2 separate regions of the Thunnus thynnus genome follow, and region 1 is linked to region 2. The links are chromatin contacts, called in public Hi-C maps. All regions are on one chromosome and are shown on one strand. Each heading gives the region's core, a stretch centred on a gene start, on an enhancer-like site or on the middle of the called end of the contact. The rest is flanking DNA. Distances are from core to core; before and after follow the strand shown. Region 1 holds the start of endou2 (endonuclease, polyU-specific 2). Region 2 holds the start of LOC137195834 (rho GTPase-activating protein 26-like).

Region 1 (5,485 bases), core at 1,044-3,543, 150 kb after region 2:
CATAGGTTACTTTTGGGGACAAATTTCAGACTTAAGACCAGTTGATTGGGGACAGCTTGTCCGACTGGGGACCAAAGCCATGTCCCCAATTGGCAAAACACTGATTTTTGGATCAGTGGTTAAGGTTAGGATAAGGTTTAGGGTTAGGCAAGTAGTGGTTACGTTTAGGGTTGGGGTTGTGTGTGTGTGTGTGTGTGTGTGTGTGTGTGTGTGTGTGTGTGGTGCACCTGCAGAGAGATCCTGTAGTCTTTTCCAGGTTTGAGTCTGTTGACATCATTGTCCCATAGTTCCTGCACCATGGACGACAGCTCTCTGTCACTCTCAATCATGATACGACCGTCGTGTTCTTGGTCCCGCAGTGGACGAGCTGTAGATGGTTGGTCTCAGTGCGTCTCTGGCAGGAAAGAAACAGTTCATGAAGATTCTGCTGCTATAGGCTTGGAGGCACTTTGACTAAAATCAAGATGTTTGAGCAGTGAGCTTCAGCAGTGGACAGCAACAAAAAGTACTGTATTAAGATATTCAGTTTGAGGTAGTGGTACTTTATATTTTGTGTTTACCTCAGTATATTTTAGGAGGAGATATTGCACATTTTAGTGTTTATATGCAAATATAACATGATAAGAAAATATAATGCACTGCTAAACCATCTATGGACTTCTGTGTTTATGAGATAATTTTGCATGAAGGTATCTATGGACATTGAGGATTTTAATACTTGTCAGATGACTGATGATCTTTAAAGTTAGTGTTAAGTTTATTTTTTATCTGTAAATACCTGAAAAATATTATTTTAAAAATCAAGTTGTGTTCAGAATTGAATTCCAAAACATTAACTTGATGTAAAATGGGAAACATGGGAGGAAAAGCTTAAAGACCTCAGATATATATCAAGGCATTTAGTTTACTGATACATGAATTCCTTTTTAGATTCAAATAATTAACTATTGTCAATTAATGAGTTATTAAACAGATAAATCCAAATCCTATAAAGTTGTGTCTTTGACTTGAAGAGCATTTTATTAATAATTAATTTGTTGCTCATACACTTTCACAGATGAGTTTCATCTGTGAAAGTGTATGAGCAACAAATTTTCCTTCAAATGCTTCTAGCTCTCAGAAATGAGAGCACTCATGTACATCATGTATGTTACCGCTCACTTACTGGTATAAACTGGTATTTTTCCTCTGCTGAGTAATAGAGGTTGGTGAATATTCAAGGTGTAATTGAACGTGTGAGCCGTGTGACTTTCGAGAAGTGGAAAATTAGTCCCATTTTGTAATGTGTATACTGTAATGATTATAATGAAAGTCAATTTTCCATTAAATGATTCGACAAAAACCCGAAATATTCTGGTGTACGCATGATTTTGTGATATTTGTTTCTGATTTTGATGTATTTCATTTGGATAACTTTGTCTTTAAAGCCTTGAAAAGAAGATGAGGCGTATTATTTAATGAGTATTTATTCTGATTTCTCCACTATGATGCTGTACATGTTTTGTCAGTGATTTATGAATTTTGTTGTAGACGTAAAGGTCTGAAAATATGATTGTGACAATTACTTAGTTTCCTTTATTTTTTTGACTAGTAGTATAGTAGTGATTGAAAATGTCATTCTTTATTTGAGGTCTTTGAAGCGCATGCAGGCTGAGCATAGTTGAAATACGTCATTCATTCATTCATTCATTCATATTTAACAATCCCCTGCTAAAGGTAGCTTTAATTTATAAAGAAGGTGATAAATAAAAAAACATCATATCAAAATGCTACTATTAAAATACTTAATGAGTTGATTTAGCATGTTTGTGACCAGAAAGATCATTTTAATAGTCAAGACTTTACACATAATCACAAAACACTGGTTATCATGAAGGTAATGTAGGCCTATAATCGTCCACAGCGTTGTAAAAACATAATAGCTTCCCCATGAAAAAGCTTTTCCATACAACTCAACATTTGTGTACCACCACTGCATTCCCCGAAATCATGGCTGACAACACATCTCACATCCATGACACTGAGCTCCGTGTCCGAGTCCCAGACCGCATCCCCATCAGCCACCACATCAAAATCCACTGACCTTTTCCTTTGAGTGTTGTCCTGCTGCTGTTATGGTTAAGTGAGGGGAAAGCAACTAATGCTTGAAGGGTTGGTGATGTTCCTCGGTGTTGGCCAGGTGCTGCTGTTGATGGCTTCCTGTGTTTATGAGAGCAGGTGTCTTTAGGGGCATAGTAACAGTTCAGTCAGTCAGCCAGTCTGTCTGTCAGCGTGTATGGAGAAAGACAGAGGCTGGGGGGGGGGGGGGGGGGGGGGGGGGCATAGAGCACGAGGCAGGGGATGGGACAGGACAGGAGAGAGGGGCCATTTTAAAGGGTTATCCCCTGTCAGCAACTCTAGCCAAAGGGATTACACAATGTTGTCTCTTTTCAATCTCAGGGCTCTTTGTTTCTTTAGTATTTCATTGTTTCTCTCTCTGTAACAGCACAACTTCGGGATTACAGGGTAAATATGGGTCATGTTTCAGGTAACCAGATGTTGTAAAGGTATAGTTAAAGGTGTACTTGAAGCACCACAGAAAGCTAAATTTTCAACCTAACTGCAAATACTCTTGGTTTGGGAGTTGTTCTCTAGTGTTTGATTTTGACATTTTATTCTAAATGATCCATAGTCTGAAAAGGGTTTAGTAAAAACTGAGGAAAAAAAAAATTCTCATAATCTACAAAAAAAAAAAACACATGTAAAAACGTATGTTCTATATTTTCTTGTATCATTTTCTTCATTATCTTTAAAACTTCTAAAACATTCTTGTTGAATGACACATCAAAACAATGTATATATTCATACATATATGTAACCGTCTGAACTGTTTTCAATTGCGTTATTTTCACTTTTTGCACTGAACGCTATATTTATAGAACCATAAAATTGAGAGCTGTAAAAACAGTACCTTAAAGGAAACTGAACTTTGGAGTCTTGAGTAATCTGGCTCAACCATACCCACCTATAAGTTTCATATGTGAATGAGTCAGCAGTGTGTTGAGTGAGAAAAAAAATCACACCTCTACATGTGAAAAAAGGCGCTGTGAGCCTCAGTGAGATTGAAACAAGAACACTATGAATTTAACCTTACTGTAAAAACCCAGGAGAAATGGCAGTAAAGAGGCATGGTAACGTCACCTTGGCGGCAAGCTGTATCATGTTAATATTCTGTGAAGCCTAATTATGGTCCACGTAGGAGGTATATATTTTTGAGGTACAACTTATGAGAGTAAAACAGTTTAAAATACCTATAAACACTTGCATTTAACTGTCTCATGACCCCACAGCAACAGAAAACACTATTATACTGGCACCAAATTAGCATTTTTGTCTCCCATTCAATGATTAAAACAGACAACATGTTAAGTGATAACATTTATTTTGAGGAACAGAATGCTGAATGCATTTTAACAAGATTCTTGAATAAAACTTTTCTTGAATGAAACATGAAGTGGGTCAGTGGGTCTGCACTGATGGGTAAAGTGAATCCATGTGCATTTCAAGACTGAACAAGAGATTGTCTTTTTACCTGTCCAGACCAGCATCAATTCCCAAAGTAGTCTACACAGGAGCAAATTTATTTATTAATGTTGAAAAAGACCAGATCTGATATGAGGGTTTAACTTCAGGCCAAATTGCTTGTATGGGATAAACTGTTAAAAAATATATATAATTACCTTTATACAAAATACCTTTTGTATATCTAGACATTATCAAAATGCTGTGCCCCCCTTTCATAAACATATTTGGCAACATTAAACATCAGCTGTACAAAGAACGATGTAAATGAATCTAGTCAAACCATCACTAAATGCCTCGGCTGTTCACCAAATGAGGATTTCCTTTCTCACACCGGTCTTGATGATCCACTGTTAATGTCCTCCATTATTACATTCTCTACGGGCAAATACATATAACTCAAACAAATAATTATAAACCCCACAACCACTGTCTCTCTTTCCCTCTTTCCACACTGATTGACTCATCATTTGATGTTCCTGTAAATTATCTCATCTCAAGAAAAATCTCATCTAAACATAATTAAAACAAAAGAGAAAAGTTTCACACATTGTATCAGTCTAAGGGGAGTATAAGGGTTTCCCATTTAGACTAAAGCTGAAAAAAAAAACAAAACCTCAGTTTTGGAATTATGGTTGAGTGAAGAGTCTCTTGGTGTGTCTCCAATGCTTTCATCCTCTATGTGTCTATGTGTGTGTGCAAGCATCTTGTTTAGATCTTGAAATTCACTTAAATATCCCCCATGAAGCTTGCTTAAAAGAAAAGTTAGCTGTGTCATAATTTTGACATGTGACATAAAGTTAGCTATACTTTAAGATACTATTTAACAAGCAGGATACTTTAATATGACAAAGAAGGGCAAATACAAGATCTTCTTTCACCTAATTTGCCGGTTAACTGGTAGCAAACATGTTTTAATGTAACAAACGAGCTTGGTCAGTGGCTCAGTTATCAGCTCTTGATCATTATAAACCTGTGAGATGCCAAAACCCATCATGATGTGGATGTCCAATCAGGAAAGAAAGTAGTTCTCTAATTGATGCATTTTTTTTAAATTAAAAGTACAGTCCTATGACACTGTCATATTTTAAAGGTTTGAAAGACAATAGCCACTAATGATCATCAATACATAGTTGTGCAAGTATGTGGCTTCGATGCTCAATAACCACAAGAGTGGGCTTGTTTTTTTTTGGTGTTTTTTTTTTAGAAAATATATATCACAATACCAAACTGAAATCATTTCAAATCACAGCTGAATTTCTCTGAGATAAAAGCTCAAACTTTCCTTTAGACTACATTCACGCCTGAATATTTCTATATACTTATGACGTCTGTCATATGTTAAGTAAATATAAACAATTTACACCCAGGCATTGAATGTTTTATACCCAAGTTGCCGGATCATATTCAAAACACAAACGATGACACCATGGTAGTGGCACTGCTGTGCTACTGCAGGCGTAGTGAGAGTCACAGGTGAAGTGATGGTTAGGTGAGATAAAGTGCATTCAGATGGAAAATACAGCAGTGAGGTACTGCACTAGTATCAGTCCTCTTCATCACTCCAGAAGGCATCTTCTTCGTCAAGATCCACACCATGAAAGAGTCTGCAACGGATAAGAAAAGACACATTCAAACATGTTTACTGTGTACAACAAAAGAAAGAAGAGAAGAAAAGAAAGAAAGAAAGAAAGAAATGGTGACTAAACTAAGAGAAATAATCACTCACTGGTTGTAACAAGGTGAATGTGGGTTGTTAAAGTGACTGTAAGGGTTGACTTTGCTGAGAAGGCCCAGACACAGCCAACAGAAGTATTGTCTACATGAGGTACAGGTCATCTTGTTGCAGCCGTCCACTTTCTAGAGAGATGGAGAGAGGACGTTGGCAGGAGAGGACTCAGTTAGCATCAATAGTAACAGATAA
Region 2 (5,506 bases), core at 2,366-4,865:
TTTCATTTGTATTTTTATTTACAGATAATATTTATAATAATTGTCATCTTGACTTTTTCTGTTATATTTCCTGTTACTTTCATCTGATTGATGAACATTATATGCAGCACAGTAGGTGCAGTCTGTGCATTTTACCTCTGCGCTTTCTGCACTTGGCAACATTAATTATTTAAAGAAACCAACATCAGCGACAAACAGCTTCACACTGACTGCACCCCAGATGAATCCATAACATAACATACAGACCAAATCTTGAGTTTTTTTCTGGAAATTTCTGGAAATTTCTGGAAATTCAATGGATTCAAGTGTTTAAAGATAAAATGAGGATATATGGGAATGTTTGTTTTTGGTAGAAAATTAAATTTAAATTGAAATTAACCTGATAAATCAACATACTACAACGTGTTGATGCAAAAATCCTGTAAATCCAGTGTTGCCATAAAGCAGTCCAACTTATTGAATTAAAACAATGCAATGGCCTAAAACACTCACAGAAAAAGCTATATCTATATCATCAACAAGTCATCATAAGATATTATTTGTAAGAAGAAGAATATGTGAAATCAAATCAAATCATCATATCACCCTATACAGGCCGTGTACACTGAACTGTACTGATAAACCCAGACAGGACGGAGACATAATGACGGGCTTCAGTCCACAGTGGCACTGTTAGGATCTGAGTAACATGGCACATGGTGGTTGTAAATGTTTCGCTCTCTCCTTCTGTGGTAGCATACATGTAGTCATTACAACAAAAACACATGTGAAAGCTGTCAGGAGACTTTGGGCAACCTCCTCCAGCAGCAATTAGCAACTTAAAAAAAAAAAAAAAAAAAAATCCCAGGACAGACCTGACAGGAAAGACGTGTCACAACTCACTGAGTCTCGTCTCATGTACCAGCAAAAGCCCGTACTACTGTGTAGCACAGGTATAAAAAGATTAACTAGGAAAATGTGCTGACTTGCTCTTTCTAGGCAGCACCCTGTTACAATAGCACAGAACAAGCAAATGACTCTCTCTCTCTCTCTCTCATCCCAACCTCAGCGAATCAGACCATGCTGTTTGATTTCTAGATCTCGCCAATGGACAAAAACAGATGTGTCTTTATAGCAACACATCAGCTGACAGAGCTTTGTGGTGACAGAGAACAGAGCTAGTTTGTTTTTAAAAAAAAAAAAAAAAAAAAAAAAAAAAAAAAGGTACAGTCGATGACACAGGGGTGGAAAGTTCAGGTTAACTGGTAGCCTGGTCTGTCCTGGACCTCCCACGATTTTTCTTCTTTTCGTTTCTAGACCAGTGTGAATAATAATATACTACCTACCAAAACACAAGAGCATCAACAGTATCAGGAGTGTCCATGCATGTACCATGTTGCATCATGCAAAGTAAACACAAATTTAACCCACAAGTTGAAACGGCAGCCGATCCTGTAGCTACGGAAATGAAAAGACTTGCAGTAAATAGGCTTTCGATGCTGGTAACACAATTTCTTCTGTCTATTTTCAAGCCAAAACAATGAAAAAAGACGTAATGCTTGACAGGTTGAAGACATGTTCAACTTGACAATAAATATGTAGTAAAACACACTGAATCACTTTCATCTTGTGAGAGGATACTGACTTGCTGATATGAAATATCTTATAGGCTTATAGATAAGATTGGACATTGGTTCTATCCCTAATCAATAGAATTTGTGATACTTGGAGGCGTGGCCGCTGTAGAAAGTGTCATTAATATTCTCACAGCAATATCTGACAAAAGATTTCAGAGTACATTCATCAGATAAATATGAGAATAACATGACTGTTATATGTTTTAGTTTGTTTTTGTGTGGTTAAGTTTAGTTAAAATGATCTTGGATGATGTGAGTTGAAGTTATTTTATCTTAAGTTAGCCTTTATTCTTCTGGTGTTATAGTTTTTAAGTCATGGTGCACATAGTGTAATATAACAAGAACAAGCCAGACTGAGTTGACAAGATCGCCATATTTTGCACATCACATTAGAATATTGGATTTGTTTTTACACACATTTTCCAAGAGTGAAGAATGAACGTAAGATAAGCAGCAAACCCGGACATGAAATACAACTTCAGAGAAATAAATCCAGTCCTCTCATGGATTCAGGCGGAGGTCAGATTCTTCCTGAACCTTAACAACAGCAAAGGCTCACCTAACTTAAACCATCTCAAGTCTTATTGTACCTAAACATATCAATTTTTATATTCAATTTTGATGTTTATGATTAAACTGAGCCTTCCCATTACCCTGGTACCCAGCCGCCCAGCTTTTCATTCATACTGTATTTATCAAATAACAAAAAAAACTGGTTTTCCACATTCTGACTCACCTCATAAACAGTCAGGAGGGCAAAACAAGCTACTCCCTCGTGTCTTTTATAACAGCTATTTTACAGGATGAACTTTAGTAGTCAAAAACCTTTATCAACATTAAACGACATCGCAGCCTTTGACGCACTCGTGCACATACCAGCACTCATCGGTGTGAGTGAATGCCATCTAAATGCCTCCTAATGTAGGCTGAGGAGAACAAATGTGCTGACAGCTCCAGAGGACACTGTGCACCGCTCCACTCAAATTCACCCAACTTGCCTCTTCACCTCTGTTATGTGCCTTATCAGTGGCGCACAGAGTGTCAAGCAAGAGTGTCAGGTTTTCATATGATTTCAGTGTAAATGAGATAAGACCTCCAGAGCAGTTGAGATGTCTCTTTCTCTTTGACACACACACACACCTGGAGGCATCTCAACTTTTTTCTGTAACCCATTCCCAGTCCATAATATGGGCAGTATGTATGAATGTCAGTGAGTTAATAGTGCAAAAAGACTCATTTCTCTCACACACACTTACTTTTCAAAGCCTGGATCAGCGCCTTGCCGTCTTTAATCAGCTCCTTGATGAACTTATTGGTCTTGTCCAGCTCCAGTTCGTGGGACTTGAGTCTCTCCCTAAACTGCGGGCTGTCCAGGTAGCAGTCACTGAACTCTAGGGCAGGAAGTCCCATCTTCTTCTTCTTCTTCTTCTTCTTTTTAGACACAACCTGGACCACCCGGCAAAAAGCTCCGAGCAGGAGACGGAGGAGCAAGAGGAGAAGGAGGAGGAGAGAAATCCTTGACGTGAGGTACTACTGCTGCTGCTGCTGCTGCTGCTGGAAATGATGGAAAATCCAATTACAACATATAAACAACCCGGCGGAGATGTATCCAACAGAAAGGACTACCTAGCTACATAACCTTCTTTTTTTTAGGTAAACATTCAAGTTGACACAAGCAGGACTGTTCCTATTTCTTTCAGAATAGCAGCAGCAGCATCCAATTCAATGAAATAAAAAGTCACAGCAGACTAGCAGGAGTGTTGGCGGGGTTTTAAAGAAAAGTGTCCACTTGCTCAGGTGAACCGGTGCTGCATTCCTCTCGACCAAGTCATTCTGGACCGGACAGAGTCAGACAGAGGCGAGGAAGGTGGTGCAAAAAAAAACAAAAACAAAACTAGGCTCGTAAATGCGGTATCTTCCCTGGGCGGTTTTAAATGCACTGCTTTCTCCCCTGCCCTGCTCAGCTCAGCGCCGCAGACCGTAATCAACCTACCCCAACACGGATAATCCCCTGATTGACGTCTCTCTCGGCCAATGAAGAGGCCGGATTGAAGAGCTGACCGTTCGGGGCGGTGAGCTGCTCAAGAACAGAGATGAGAAAAAATAGATGAGGTCTCACTCTGGTGTCGTTTATACAAACGCTTAAGACTGCATAAAAACTGTAGATAATAAAAATAAATGTGACAGGAGAGGTAAGGAAGCCACAGGCTTTTGCAACGGATCTCCATTCAATTTAATGAGAAAAACAAACAAACAAATAACAAAAAAGGAAGAAGATATAAGCTAACATAATTAAGGAAAATACAACAAAAAAATAAATGACAACAAAAAGCACAAAAATGGACAGAAAAACTAAACAATCAATAGACAATAATCCAATAAAAACAAAGAAATATATGAGAAACAATACGAGGAAAAAGAAGAAAAAAATGGACGTCAAGTCTATCTCTTTCAGGGCTGAAAAGGTCATAAAGGGTCAACTAAGCCTGTCTCGTTTCAAAGACTCCTCCAAATGAGAAATATAATGTCTACAGCCACACTAGCTGCTCTGTGAGGCTGTACATTGGCACAACGGTGCTTTGAGTGACAAACATGCATTCAGGTACACCATTTTAATTTAGCCTGTTAGCATGCTAACATCTGCTAAGTAGTACTAAACACAAAGTACAATTGAGGTTGATGGGAACGTCATTAGCTTTAGATATTTGGTCATGCCAGTAGGTTGGGCATATTGAAATTTTGACCTTATGATGGTGCTTGATCAAAAGTCCGGGGCAGGCCTACACCAGAGTAATTAGAACTGATCCTTTAAGGATCTTAAATACCTGCAGTAAATTTTATGGCAATCCACCCAATAGTTCTCAACATATTTCAGTCTGATCCACACATGTCAACCTTATGATGGCGCTATAGAGGAAATGCCAGGTGATCACCAAAATCAATGGTATTCATCCTCTGAGGACCGTGAATGTGCAAATTGGATAATTTACCCAATCTGCATGAAGTAAAGTGGTGGACAGACTAACATAACCATCCATGTCACTAGCAAAAGAGGTCCCCAGTGAGATTTGAGCCAGATTCATGGTTTAAATCGGACTGAGGACCATTGTACTGTAGCACTGTAAACCTCAGTATCATGAAACAATTGCCCACTTAGCACTAAATTTATCACTTTGATGTCGGACGTTCAGGACAATTTGCTGGTAATAAACATTTCTGACTTGATAAGTTTCCCTGGACTGCCTGAATGCACAATTAACTTGGTTCAGGCAAGATCTGTTTTCATTTGCCTCAATCCAACCGGTCAAGGCAGACGGCCGCCCACCTAGAGCCTGGTTCTGCTTGAGGTTTCTTCCCGTTAAAGGGGAGTTTTCCCTTGCCACTGTCGCCAAGTGCTTGCTCATGGAGGAATTGTTGGGTCTCTGTAAATTAAAGAGTACAATGTTGACCTGCTCTATATGAAAAGTGCCCTGAGATAACTTTTGTTATGATTTGGCACTATAGAAATAAAACTGAATTGAACTGAAATTGAATTTGGGAAAGAGGAGGACCAGTCATGGGCTGAGGATGTTACAATCAACATTTACCCCGTTGTATATGCATGTACACCAAGATAAAGTGGAAGCTGAGCTAAATCAGCTGTGAACAAACTAGGTCACAAATATGTGTCCAGTAAGAGTGTGTTCTTGGGGTTGGAGCTCATGTGGAACAAGCAAAAAAATTGCACACATCTGTCAATCAAGCAAACATGGACCCAGTTAAAGCAGTTAATATCATCTTGATGAATTTTGCCACAGAATAAAAAGGTTGAAAGTAACTAAAGCCTCTAAGTTATGAAACATTTGAAGTCAGTTAGTTGTAGCAGTGCATAAGGACAGAATAGAGTGCAT

The links. A called contact is a pair of places that touch in the nucleus more often than the background predicts.
Region 1: a contact with region 2 is called in a Hi-C map of muscle, with 6 times the contacts expected there. The contact joins the promoter of endou2 here to the promoter of LOC137195834 in region 2. A contact is called at or near these places in 3 of 3 Hi-C or Micro-C datasets (heart and muscle).

What each region holds. Positions count from the first base shown.
Region 1 is chr13:18,876,905-18,882,389 of fThuThy2.1, forward strand. endou2 (endonuclease, polyU-specific 2) reads right to left here and starts at 2,294. Exons shown (of 7, transcript XM_067608491.1): 1 at 2,084-2,294; 2 at 228-394. The coding sequence starts at 329. It overlaps rnf14 (ring finger protein 14), which reads right to left. Exons shown (of 9, transcript XM_067608489.1): 8 at 5,291-5,421; 9 at 3,405-5,168. The coding sequence ends at 5,108.
Region 2 is chr13:18,727,956-18,733,461 of fThuThy2.1, forward strand. It overlaps LOC137195834 (rho GTPase-activating protein 26-like), which reads right to left and starts at 3,616. Exons shown (of 24, transcript XM_067608478.1): 1 at 2,873-3,616. The coding sequence starts at 3,026.